2 separate regions of the Zea mays genome follow, and region 1 is linked to region 2. A link is a contact called in public Hi-C data. All regions are on one chromosome and are shown on one strand. The core of a region is the stretch at or near the end of the contact, and the rest is flanking DNA. Distances in the headings are between cores, read along the strand shown.

Evidence for each region. A called contact is a pair of places that touch in the nucleus more often than the background predicts.
Region 1: a Hi-C map of ear shows a contact between it and region 2, with 2.8 times the contacts expected there. The contact joins the promoter of LOC100272836 here to the promoter of LOC103635858 in region 2. A contact is called at or near these places in 7 of 25 Hi-C or Micro-C datasets (bundle sheath, ear, leaf and 1 more).

Annotation. Positions count from the first base shown.
Region 1 is chr1:66,490,128-66,497,443 of Zm-B73-REFERENCE-NAM-5.0, forward strand. It overlaps LOC100272836, which reads right to left and starts at 4,181. Exons shown (of 2, transcript NM_001147289.1): 1 at 3,294-4,181; 2 at 1,810-2,414. The coding sequence starts at 4,118. The coding sequence ends at 2,112.
Region 2 is chr1:66,304,680-66,311,713 of Zm-B73-REFERENCE-NAM-5.0, forward strand. It overlaps LOC103635858 (formin-like protein 5), which reads right to left and starts at 2,116. Exons shown (of 6, transcript XM_008658244.4): 1 at 1,890-2,116; 2 at 1-772. The coding sequence starts at 767.

The sequences.
Region 1 (7,316 bases), core at 2,931-5,430, 190 kb after region 2:
GAACTAGACTGCATTAATTATATGCATGCATCTTCTCTTTCGCCATAATATACATGCTGATCTGTACACATTCAAATAGCTAAAGCAGCGAAGAACGTACGTGGTCAGGTTCCGTGTACTGCGAAACATGACGGGCGCCGTCTTGGAAAGACCAGACGACGACTCATCATGGTAGCAACGACTAGCAAGCGGACGCGGGAAAGAAAACACACCGACGGCAGGAACTTGACATGATATAAGGTCCAAGTTCGCACTTCTTCCTGTGCGACTGCCATTGGCCCCACAACACCTACTCAAGCTGGTCCAACACTCCAACTTGGCTCGCGCGCACTTTTACAAAACCCCACGTGCGTCACCCAACGTTTTTTTTGTTTATTCTTAATCCCTTTTAAAATAAATTCTAAAAATAATTCCACCAACAACAATAAATTTCTAAATCTGATATATATATATATATATATATATATATATATATATATATATATATATATATATATATATATATATATATATATATATATATATATATATATATATATATATATATATATATATATATATATATATATATATATATATATATATATATATATATATATATATATATATATATATATATATATATCACCGCGCTAACTCTCTAGTATGGCAAAAATGCACTTGTGCGTGTTTACTTTAATATTGTTGGCACCTTTAGGGGGCCAAATGCCAAGAACCCTCGGGCTAAATATACATGAATTTGGAGTCGGCTCTACAAGGTGGCGGATGCCGGACTGTCTATGGTAAAGCACTTGATCGTCCATGATAGGGTGCCAGATCGTCCATGTCGACGTAGAGAGCTCGCTATCGGGATAACCTATATCTTGTCTCCTGCTCCTGGGAGGACCCTCGTCGGGAGGAGAGATCGTAGAGTTGCTCTGGGTCGATAGGCCACACAAAGCGTGTACAGAGGTGAGGATTGAGATTGGGAAAGCTACGCTAGACCTAATGCATAATCATAAATAAGGTAATTGGATTGATTTAATTGGATTGTGTATCTCAATCGGTCGTACTCCTTCATATATATATGGTGAGAGATCTAACAGTTTCATGAGAGTTTGTTAGGATAACCACGCACAATATAAGTACTCCGGCCGAACCTAGAATAATTAAATCTATCTTGAATGCATCTAACATAAACATGAACGAGGAACTGGTCTTTACTTACTACGAGGGTCACTCTAGATTGGTTGAAGATGTGTTTTTGTGGTGCCATTGAAGTCCGTAGATGTCATAATGCAGATTAACTCGGCGAGTAGACACATATCCATTGCCTAAAATCTAATTTGTCCCAACCCATGCATGTACTTTAAACGAAGGAGGTTTCAAAGATAACTCTCTCCACCACAACCATCACATCGCCCTCATGGACGGAGGGCCCTAAGGTGGCACAACACTGAGGACTCCCTCATCTAAAACTACAACATGTAGTGGATTAGTTATTTCTCATTTCTTTCACGGAGAACGCCTCTCAATTATATATGGGATTAGACTCATGATAAACACGCGCAAGAAGAAAGAAAATGACTAGCTTATGATCTAGTCAATTTAGTTTCCAACTTATCGTACAAGACAGAGTTGGATTATTATAGAAAATGACAAAAGACAGAATTGGGTTTTATTGTAAATTAAATGGGCCAAGCTCAATAATCTCCAACACATACTTATTAGAGTTGTCTTGCAGAAGTCATTTGTGCACAAGTCGATGTGATTTTGCCTTTTCTGTTACATTCTGAAAACATATGCATTTTTCACCAAGACCACAATTTTCCTTGTTGCCATGACACAACAAATCATAGGCTTCCATGTTGTCTTATTGATGCCAAGCATAATAGAGTTGCCTATCGACTACTTGACCAACACACATCTACACCAAAATGAGGGCAAGTAACATATCATACATCATGTGTAATGTGCACTATAAGACCACATTAACAAAAAAACACAATTACTCAGCTTGTCATTACAAATACTCAAAGAATCAAGTGTACAATACAAATAAAAAATCATAATATACTATCAACACCTTCATGGTCTTCAGTTTATTATGGAGGTCTTTGTTCACAAAGCATTCAAGGATAGACCTCGATGATGACTGATACGTCACCGATGACGGGTAGAATTTTGTAGTCTTTGAATCCAGCTTCAATGAAGATCTTCTTCCACTCTTGCTCATCACGCTCAACTCCGTTAACCGCCATCATATACAAATCAAACATAACTTGTGTCTCTTGATGCTTTATGTTTGACTGTTTATATCCAACTACCACGTCCAAGATTATTACCTTCCCACCTGCATCCCGTGGAGATATGGCTTGCTTGCAATTCTTCAATATCTTGACACACTCATCGTCACCCCAGTCATGTAGAGTTTTCTGGCATAGATTTCATCAAGTTAATTGATAGATGATGAACAAAAGGGTTCTTGGTGTTTGGATTCAAAGATAATAACATGTATGTTTATGATGTTAGAACTATTTACTTCTACTTTTTTCGTCCCAAATTAAGGGTTCATTTGGTAATATTGGAACATTAGAATCGCTGCCAAATTAAATAGAAGTGTTGCATAGTGTTTTGTTCTAGAAACATTTGAAAGGACTCTTCTATTTTGCACTATATACATATATGTCAAAAGTTCCTAGACTAGTTTCGGGACGATTCAGTGTTTGCTATACACTAGTGATCATAGTTTTCTTAAATTATGATTTTCTAAGTGCAACAAAATATAATAGGGTATATTTAAATTTTTTCTTGTCCACTCGAAGTTCAGAATTTTTTTGAAGCTTATTTTCATTTATACGATTGTTTATATAAAATGCATTTTGTGGAAATAGGAATCCACCCACACAAACAAAACGGTTTTATAAACTGATTCTAATTGATTACCCAAAATATTTTATGAGGGGATTTATATCTAAATCCCTACAAAACATAGTCTGAATAAAATTATAGAGTTGTTCTAAAGTCAAACTATTTTATTTGAACAAATCTTTTAAAATATAGCATTATTATTAGTATCATTGATACATCATAAAATATATTTTTATAGTATGCATGTTCGGTGTTATAGATATCGTTACTCTATACTGTAAAATAAAATTTTAAATTATTTTTGGACGGGAGAGGCATCTCGCCCAAGACAAGACAAAACGATAGTCAAAACTTTGAAGTTTGACCATGGATCTCAAAATGCAAACACATTGAGAAATGGAGCCATGGAGGAGGGAGCAGTCAGCAGTGACGACGGATGGTACCTTGAGGAAAACAGCGGTTGCAGGTGGAATACTCTCAAACATATTGCCTGCGACGAAGTGCACGTTGCCATCAGACGGAGCACCGGCGACAACGTGCGGGAGGTCAAGCACGCTGCACTTGAGGTGGGGGAAGGCGGCGGCGATGGCGGCGGCGGCGCCACCATGGCCACCACCGACGTCAACCAACGAGTCGATCCCACGAAACGTCTCGCCGCACTCCCTCAGCACAATTGGCATGAGGAAGCGGCTGTCCGCGGCCATGCCTTTGTTCAGCAAGGCGTTTACGTCGTCAGCATGTTCCCAGATCGTTGGGGTCTGCCGGAACGCCAGGCCATACGGGGACGGCTCGTGCTGCTCCTGCCGGAACCACGCGGAGATACCCAGGGCGTGCGGACAGGCAGCGATAGGCTGGAGCGCCAGACTCACAAAGGGAGCCAAGGTCGCCGTGCTCACCTCGTCGCTGACGAGGAAGCGGGAGGCTGCCGTCAACCTGTAGACGACGACAGCTTCGTCGTCCGACGTGTGGACGGTTGAATTATCACCACCACCTGCTGGTGGTTGCTCGACGCTGAAGATGCCCGTGACGGTGAGCACGCGCATGAGGCGGCGAAGGGCGCGAAGCTTGCTTGGGTGGAGCGCAGTCTCGGCGAGGATCTGGAGAAGGGTGGCGCCGCCGGCGCCGTGGTGGTGGATCGCGTCGGGGATGCGGAGGTCCAGCGCCACGGCGAGCGCGAGCGATTTGGCGAAGCACAGGGAATGGTGCAAGAGCTCGTCGTGAGCTTGGAGCAAATCATGGCTACTACTCTCCTGCATGATGAGTGCCATCGTTCCCACTTCCCACGTACGTAGCTATGCCTATACACTGCTGTGCTGGCCAATGGCTAATTGGTTGTGGGTGACTGCAGAGACGGATGGAACCTGGTGTTTATTTATAGTGTTCTGCTTTTCTACGACTGCAGCGTAGCATCCATGCACATGCATCAATCGATCAATCGATCAATGTTTTAATAATGGTTCTTTCTTCGAAGCTGTGCCCGTTTGGGACGGCTTGTTGAGCAGCTCCACGAGCCGGGGAACGGTTTCACCAGCCAAAGGCGATTTTGCCGCTGATGCTTAGACATGACGTATCCAGTAACCATAACACCAAAATGGGAAATTTATGACGGTCAACTTATGTCCGACGGTTTTTTTTGACGACCGCCCTTATCTGTGTCGGACATAAGTTCATACGTTCGACGGCTTGTCATAAGCCGTCGGCAAGACGCTTATGCCGACAGCTGTCAGACAGATCGTTGGACTGTCATACAAGCCGTCGGAAATAAAGAATTTTAAGTCCGCGGCGCCCGACCGTACCGTTTCATTTCGCACGTAAGCCACTTGACCAGCACCGCCGTTACGCCGGGCGGGAGCCATCCTCGACGGAGCCATCAGCGCCCGCCCACGCTAGCGCCCACCTCGCCCCCACTGCCTCGTCGGCTCCAACGCTCGTCCAGCCCTACGTCACCCACCAGCGGCCACACCGATCTCACCATCGGCTAAGTGAGTAATTTTATTTTGTAGTATAATTTTGTAGATGTATAAATTATTAAATGAATTTTAGTATTAAATTATTTGTATATTAAATATTGTTGAGTTTGTTATGTTCGACGACCGGAATTTGATTATGTAATTAAATTAGCTTGTTTTAGTTTATTTAGTGGTGCTTAGATAATTTAAACTTTTAATTTCCTAGGGTTTAATTCCGCCCCCAAAATAAGGTCATTTTATATGATTTATGGTCCCGTAACAATGTTTTTTCGTATATAATATTTTATTGGTGGTTTATTAGTTGAATTATATAATAATGTACGATGGTTCTAGTTATTCGTAGTGTATCGTAGTGTCATCAAACGACACCTACACGTCACCCGTTTCGGGCCAACACACCTCACATGTGACGCATCTGATGTGTGTTGGGCTGGAATTGTCCCTTTATTGGACAACCTCGGGGTGACCGACATTGCTCGTGTTTATGATAAAGGCATGTGTCCCTGTATAGTTTTGGCACTATAACCCCTATGTTCTCCAATTGCACCATTTTTCAAGCGTGCGAGTGGAGAACAACAGGGTTATGTTGTCGAAATTTCGCACGAGCACATGCCTTGTCATAAACACAGGCTTGTCGGTCATCCTGGGTGGATTTAGGACCTATCCTTTTCTATAGATGTAGGGGCGTGATTTACTTAACTAATCAAGTTAACGTCTAGTATGGTGGAGGACCGTCGATGGATGTATGAAGGTTGGAAGAAGAGAGGTGCTCTAACAAGTGAGTGGGTTGCCAAGACTGACGTGTTTCTCGACCATGCTTTTGCTCAGTCAGAGACTGTAACCAATGTTAGGTGCCCTTGTAGAAAGTGTCAGAACATTTATTTCCTTAACAGGATCACGTCGATAGATCTTTGTAATAATAGTTATATACCTGGCTATGAGGTGTGGGTGCACCATGGTGAGGATCCACCTCCTCCTATTGTATCAAAAGTTCAGTCGCATGAAGAGGGGGACTACGATAGGATGAAAGAGATGCTTGATGATGTACGCCATGAGCTTCTACTCGTCGATTCCGAGAACCCCCGTCAACCCCCCGATTATGAGGATTCTCCTACGCCTGAGGTTCAGAAGTTCTTCGAGCTCCTTAAAGTTGTCGAAGAGCCGTTGCACGACCACACTAAAGTGACTCGACTTATGGCTATTAATACCAATTTTGCATTCTCAAACAACTGCTACAAGGAGCTTTTGAACTTGATCAATGATGTACTTCTGGAGAATCACAAGATGCCAAAGGACATGTACCAGTCCAAGAAGTTGCTCTCGGGTCTCGGTATGGACTACGAAAAAATCGATGTATGTGACAATAATTGTATGCTTTACTAGAAGGAGACCGCGAGCGAGAAGAAGTGTATTGTATGTGGTGAGCGTAGATTCGTAGAGGTTGAAAATGACGATGGTTTGACCGTGACGACCGAGGTAGCATGTAAGCAGCTTCGTTACATGCCTCTTATACCTCGGTTGAAACATTTGTTTATCTCCAAGAATATAGGCAGACACATGAGGTGGCACAAAGAAGGCTACGTGAAAATCTCGATGTCATGGCACACCCAACTGGTATAGATGCATGGAAGGAACTAGATGCCTTTGATTCCAGCTTTGCTGACGAAGTGCGGAATATCCACTTCGGTTTGGCAACAGATGATTTCTCACCTTTCAATCTAACTGCATTGTCTTACTCATGCTGGCCCTTTTTTGATGTTCCATACAGCCTTCCGCCAGCTCTTTGCATGAAATATGAATTAAGTCCTTGCTGAAAATAGAATTTTTTGCCCCTACTAAAAAGTCTTATGTCCGATGGCTTTATTCAAGCCATCGGACATAAGAACGAATTAAGTCCGAGGGCCACTGGAGGCCGTCGGCCATAAGACGGTCTTATGTTCGACGACTTGACTAGAGTCGTCGAACAAAATGCCTGCGGGACCCACGAGTGATAATTACGACCGTTAACTATGGTAAATGGCAACGACCCTTTACGGTCGCCGGACATAGAGCGCTATTTCTGACCCATTACAACCGAGGGACAGGCGTCGTCGGATATATATAAGTCGGTGACCGTCGGACATAAGCTATGTCTGACGGTTTATGGTTTATTTCCAACGGCTTGGGCTGTCAAAATTTTTATCTTTTACTATAGTGAACAGTTCAGAAAAGTCTCTGAAATTAGTGTAGAATTTTCCTGATCATATTATATGGAGCTAATAAATACTCCCCGACCCAAAATATAATTCGTTTTAGGCTAAACACACATTCATTAGTCAATTTATGTGAATATGTAGTCTGTATGTATGTCCATATTCATTATCGTTCAACCGAACTGTAACACCCTGAATTTGAGGGTATACAATTACTTTTCTAATATCCACCAAATTTAGGTGTTACTCTCTCAGTTCTTCGTTTTCCTTTCTCTTTTTACTAAAAATGGAGAATTATTCTGTT
Region 2 (7,034 bases), core at 866-3,365:
AGTTTCTCCCCTTCGTCGCTAACTGGTGCAGCTGTGACAACATCAGTATCCATAGGACCAGCATCTGATGTTGTAGCTATGAAAACATCAGTATCCATAGGGCCAGCACCTGAAGTTGCAGCTGTGACAACATCAGTACCCAAAGGACCAGTAGAATCTGAAGTTAAGTCATCTACAGGCGCTGGGGGAAAATCCTGTTCTTCAATTTTGCTTGCTTCTGTAGCACCAAACTTGACTTCAGCAGGGATCAAGTCTGAATTCACATCGACTGCATCATTGGTGTCAACATCTGTGGTCTTCTCATGAAGAGGCTCATTAGTACTTTTAGTATGCACTTGCACTTCTTCAAATGTCAAATTTCCTCGAGCAACTGATTCAGGTACTTTTCCTTTGGTTGTTGAGGCCTCTTCAACATCAACACTGGGGGGGCCTCTAGTGGGAGAAATTATGGATTCTTGACCAACTTCGGTTGTAGGAACTTCAACTTGATGAGTGACATCAACCACAGTTTCCTGATGAACTTCTGTAACAGTAACTGTATTTTCCTCAATAGCATTGGCATCAGGCAACTGATCATCCACATTCACTCCCACATCCTCATCAGCTTCGTCAGCTTCTCTTTCACTCTGAATGGAGTCAGAGAGTCTCTTGACGAGTTCCTCTTTCAAACCTTTAACAGGAAGCTTCCTTTTACGGAGCTCATCCTTCAGATCAGTAACTCTCCACTGATCGATTGGTCGGTTGTTTAGAACAGGATATGATGACATGATGACTGCCAACAGAAGAAACAACCAAATCAGGCTCCACATTATCAGACCTCCAAAAAATTATACTCACCAAATTATTCTTGCCCAAGTAGAAAATGTGTTCCATTTGAGAAAAAAGGTAAACAGACTAAATCATCAATAAAAGCCTATGGAGTCCAGTTAATGTGTATGCACCTAGATCAAATAATAATAACCTTAATATTTTTATATGAAACGAATAATAGTAGGCCACTAAAGAATAATAAGATCATATTAAACTAAACAAGAAATTCAATTACTGCAAAAGCAAAAGTTCCTGGACTACTGAATACTAAGCATGCTATAGAACTCCCAGTATTAAGTTGGTTGCTTGCATTCTATTAGTTCTTTTCAATAATTTGAGCATAACACGCTATTAGTTCTATTCAATAATTTGAGCATAACACGCTATTAGTTCTATTCAACAATTTGAGCATAACACAGGGGTAAAGAACTAGTAATGAAAGCAATAGTTACATGATGTGCTTTGATCAAACAGAACTATCCATTCTATATAGTATATAATACAAAAAAATAATCTTGATTTCTGCAAATTTACTGGACAAAACAATGGACATAATGCATAACAAAATGATAAAGAATACAACTGTGAACCATAAATTATAATAGCTGATGATATTGCTATAGATTGGTCACAAATGGAACACTACGCTCCGCCGAAGTTGGCAGTAGCAAACACCAATCAAATGCATTTCACTGTATAGGGCACCAAAAGGCACCTACTAAATCGCAGGATTCCAAGAGAACCGCAAAAGAAACAAAAATCGAAGAACATATCCACATATATTTGAATGTAACAGCCTTATATCCCTCGCCAGCAAACAAATGGCGCGAAGCGCTGGCGAAACACAGAAGGGAATCGCAGCCAGGGGCGGTAACTGGGTGTACACATGTACACCCGATAAGCTTTTGCAAAGCAATCGAAGTTAGCAGGGAAAGGGAAAACAAATAGTATGTTAGGGTTTGGGCGCACGGTTTCGCACAACAGGAAGGGAAAGGGAAGGGCGTACCTACGAATAGTAAGTTAGGGTTTGGGCGCACGTCTTCGCACCGCAGGCAGGGAAGACCAAAGTGAGGGCGTACCTGGTGGTGCTCGTCGCCGGCGAAGGGGCACCGAAGGCGTTAGCGACGGCCGGCCCAGTCGTGAGGGTGGGGGGTTCCGCGCAGGCTGGTGGCGATGGAACGGAAGAACAAAAGGCAGGGTAGGGTTGGGGCGTTGGGCGGCTGAGCCTGAAGCAGAATCCAACAGTATTTTTTTTTTTTGGGAGCGATGGATATGTTTCCCTCGAGGGGTTTGTTTGGGAAAAGAGTGCTAGAGGGGATTGAAGGGCCCAAAAATGTTTAAATATTAATTACAAATATTTAATATAGTCTAATTATAAAGCTAATTACATATATAAAGACTAAACAGTTATATGAATATATTAAAGGTTTGTTTGTTTCACTTCTAAATTATATAAGTTGGATTATGGTGAAAAAGTAGGTGGATAAAATATCATTTTGATGCCACAAATAAGTTAAAAAATCTATTTTGGCTTATTTTGTTGTCTCAAAGTGATATTTTATCTTCCTACTCTTTCACCATAATCCATCTTATATAATCTAAGTGGAAAATAAATAGATCTAAGTCTAATTAGTACATTATTGATAATTCATTCATATGATGCTACCATAAAATTTGTTAATCATAAATTAGTTATGTTTAATAAGTTTATCTCATCATTTAGTGTGCAATTAGACTATATTTAATCATTGAAATTGGCATTCAAACATTCGCTGCGATACTAACTAAACTTTAGTCATAGCAACGGCACCAGTAGCGGACTATTTAAGCATTAGATCTTATAATAAAGCCTGTTTGTTTTTGTTTTTGTTTTTTGTTTGTTTTTTTTCTACGAAAACTGCATTAGCCACCGGTTCGATTTTATTGTTGATATCAGATTAACTAACCAAGACATCAACTTCACTATTATAACCTAAATTTGTTTTAGTCGATTAAATTTTTTTGTGATGGCTGAATATGCGAGTCTAGTCTAATGTGCTTGTTCTTCTAGGCCACTCTAATTTGTATCCAAGGTTGATCTAAAGTCTAAAGTAAAATAGTTATCAACAAAATTAGAATATATCTTGATAGGCTATTGTAAGTGTCGCGAAATGATCCTCGGGCCTTCCAGGGCCCACTAGTCAGTAGAAAGACGAGGAAAAGGTCCACCTTGAATGAATCGTTCTGGATAAACCCGAGGCACCGAGCCGAGGGTCAGACGAGGCGGAGCCGAAAGTAGGGTCGGGTGGATCGAGGGGAAGCCACTCGAGTGGATTTCGCGCTTGACCAGGACTAGCCCACTGTGTCACATTAACTACGCCGACGCCGAGCCACAGAGGGCGAGTCGGTCCACTTACCGCTCGTAACCTATAGACCCCTAGGCTTGCTGGCCACTCATAACCTATCAAGCCTAGGCCTAAGCGTGTTGGCTGCCTATAGGTGTCACACCCGGTTTTAGAAGACAAACCGAATGCGAACCATATACGTGACAGGATCAGAAACTCACGTACACAACGATTACATAATTGGACATCATCACACGTTGCTCAAAATAAATAGCGGAAAGGTACTTTTATTACAACAAGATGTCCAAGACATACACAAGGTCTATTACATAGCATAGTCATTAGTATCATCAAAGTGCGGAAATACGAAACGTAGTAGATAAGGCCTACATAGGCAGCTGACTGGGGTTTTCCACTAAAAAAACTAGAACTCGTCGTAGTCCTAAAACTACTCAAAGTCCTCCATGTTGTCAGCATCTCCTCCTGAGCACTGAATACAATGGGGACAACTTGGGGTGGGGGTGGTTTGTGAAGCAAGGGTGAGTACACATCAATGTACTCAGCAAATGTCCCATTTGGCTAAAGTGGACTAGCTGTATGTGGAGTTAAGGTTAAGCAGTTGCTTTTAGTTGGTCAAGTATTTATTACTATGAGTAGAGCCAAGTTTTAGTAATAAACCCAGTTATTACCCAAATGTACCTCCTCCAAGAGGAAATACTAGAAATCAAAATTATAATCATCATCATTAACCATTATCATAGAAGTATCTAAAGTTCTTCTAATCAAAGAGGATCCCAAGGCCGCTCTTAACCGTGAGCTCGGCTGATATACCAGTTTCTAACACTCTGCAGAGGTTGCACACTTTACCCACGAGTCGTGATCCCTTTCCAGCCTGGGTTGTACAGACCCGATCTTCACTACTGAGGTGAATGGTCAGGGATACACTACGTAGCCTTTACAAAGTCTCCCCTGGTGCATAGCTGCTCGTTAGGTTTCGTCAGTCATACAAACGCAGTACACCTCCCCAAGGTGGGTGACTAACAAAACCAAATCGAATGAACCTCTGCACCCCCCCTTGGCAGAGTGAGCACTACGCCCCGGCCCCCATTGACGGCCCTCAGGCAAAGCTAACTACACTCCAGGTTCATCTAATTAATCAGTTAAGGGTGTCTCATTCCACCCTCATGGTTGCACTGTTATCCCGAGTGGTCACTCAACAAACAGGTCCTTACAGAGAGGTACTCAGGAAAATGGCCTGAGCCCCCTAAATTATCACAAGATCATCATCAGGATAACATCATCGTATCATAAATGTTCACATCATGTTCATTGATTAAGTTAAAGCAATAGTGTAAAGCTAACCATGATTAACCCAAAAGGTAAACAAGGATATGTAAATACAGACTAGTCAATCCATAGATTTCAATAATGTAATGCGAGACAGTGAATTATAGAGTATGTAGGACATAATAGGTCAGAAGACACTTGCCTTCACCAGGTTGTTTCTCAGGAAGATCTTCGGCAACTGAGAGCACCTAGAGGGGGGTGAATAGGTGATCCTGTAAAATTCAACACTAATAGCCACAAAACTTTGGTTATGAAGGTTAGAACGGTTAAGTGGCTTGAAATGAGCTCTTGTGAACACAGACAATCAAAGAGAAAACAATCACAAGAGACACGCGATTTTATCCCGTGGTTCGGCCATGTAACACTTACCTACTTCCACGTTGTGGCGTCCCAATGGACGAGGGTTGCACTCAACCCCTTTCAAGTGATCCAATGATCAACTTGAATACCACGGCTTTTCTTCCTTTTCTCTTTTTCCCGTTTGCAAGGAATCTCCACAAGTTGGAGTCTCTCGCCCTTACAAGAAAGATCACAATGAAAACACTAGAGTAAGGTTGGGGAGCAACACACACAAATCAGCAGCACACACACGCACACAAGCCAAGACTTGAGCTCAAAATGAAGCGCAAAGAGTTCACAGCTAGAACGGAGCTCAAATCACTAACACGATCGATCAAGTGCGCGGAGACAGAGTGTGGGAGACTTAGAATGCTTAGTGAATGCTTGGGTAGCTCCTCCATGCGCCTAGGGGTCCCTTTTATAGCCCCAAGGTAGCTAGGAGCCGTTGGAGGCCAACAAGGAAGGCTATCCTTGCCTTCTGTCGGGTGGCGCACCGGACAGTCCAGTGCACCACCGGACAGCCACCGTTCATGTCCGGTGCGTGATCTCCTTCCTATTCTGGCGCAGACGACCGTTGCAGAGTCGTGGCAGTTGGCGCACTGGACTCTGTCCGGTGCCCCCTGCCGACCGTTGGCGTGGGCCACGCGTCGCCCGCGGATTGCGTGACCAACCGTTGCGCTGGCGGCCATTGGCTCACCGGACAGTCCGGTGCACCACCGGACAGTACGGTGAATTATAGTCGTACGCTGCCAAATTCTCCCGAGAGCGGCTTGTTCACCGGAGTCCAGCCTGGCAGACCGGACACTGTCCGGTGCACCACCGGACAGTCTGGTGTGCCAGACTGAGCAGAGATTTGGCTGCACCGAGCCAAGTCTTTTGGTTTTTTTCTTTTCTCTGTTTCTAGCACTTAGACAGAATATGTTAGTACTCAAAACAATGTACTAAGTCTAGAAACGTACCTTCTTACATGATTTGCATCTTTTGCTTGTTTGGCACATAATATTTCACTCACTATGTGTTGGACTCTTAATCACCAAAACATTATAGAAATGGCCCAAGGACACATTTCCCTTTCAATCTCCCCCTTTTTGGTGATTTATGCCAACACATCAAAAAGCAATGCAAGACATGCAACATCGATTCAAATTGAAGACCAAATTATTTTTTACTCTAATTTGGCATATTTGGATCATTCTTTGCCACCACTTGGTTTGTTTTTGCAAATCAAATTCATTTTCCTATCTCTAAGTCAAACTCACTTGTTTGGGCATAAAGAGAGATATTCCAAAAGTGAAATTGAACACGATCCAAAAACTCCCCCTTTTTCCCATAATCATAGAATCTCCCCACAAGAGACCAAATTTTGCAATAAGAGTATTTTAACAAATCACGAATTCTAACTCTACTATTTTCAAAATTCTCAAGTGGTAGCTCATCCATTTGCTTTGGCCTTAATTTCTCCCCCTTTGGCATCAAGCACCAAAACGGGATCATTTTTGGCCCTTTAACCCCATTGCCTCACCAAAATCATCAATTAAGAGCAAAAGGCAATAAGATCATAAGAATGAACTTGGAGGTGAGTACACTAATACCGAAGTGCAGTGGAAGTCTTTGCATGGTCCAAGTTCACCTTTCCCTTTCAATTCACCTTTGAGACTACATCAAGTACACTTAAACACAAAGGTTAGTCTCAAAAGGTCAAGTTGTAGCACTTCTCCCCCTAAATATGTGCATCCTTCACACATGGACTGGTGAGGTCCGGGGATCCCTTGCACAACTTGAGCACCATAAATAATCAACAAATTTCATAAATGCATGAAGTAACTTGATCAAAGGCATAGAACACATGTATGCTATAAATCAATCCAAGTTACGCGAATCTAAGACATTTAGTTCACTACGCAGCCTGCAAAAGGTTTTCTCATCTAACGGCTTGGTAAAGATATCGGCTAGCTGGTTCTCGGTGCTAATATGGAACACCTCGATATCTCCCTTTTGCTGGTGGTCTCTCTGAAAGTGATGTCGGATGTCTATGTGCTTAGTGCGGTTGTGTTCAATAGGATTATCTGCCATGCAGATTGCACTCTCATTGTCACATAGAAGTGAGACTTTGCTCAGATTGTAGCCAAAGTCCCGGAGGGTTTGCCTCATCCAAAGTAGTTGCGCGCAACACTGTCCTACAGCAACATACTCGGCCTCAGCGGTGGATAGGGC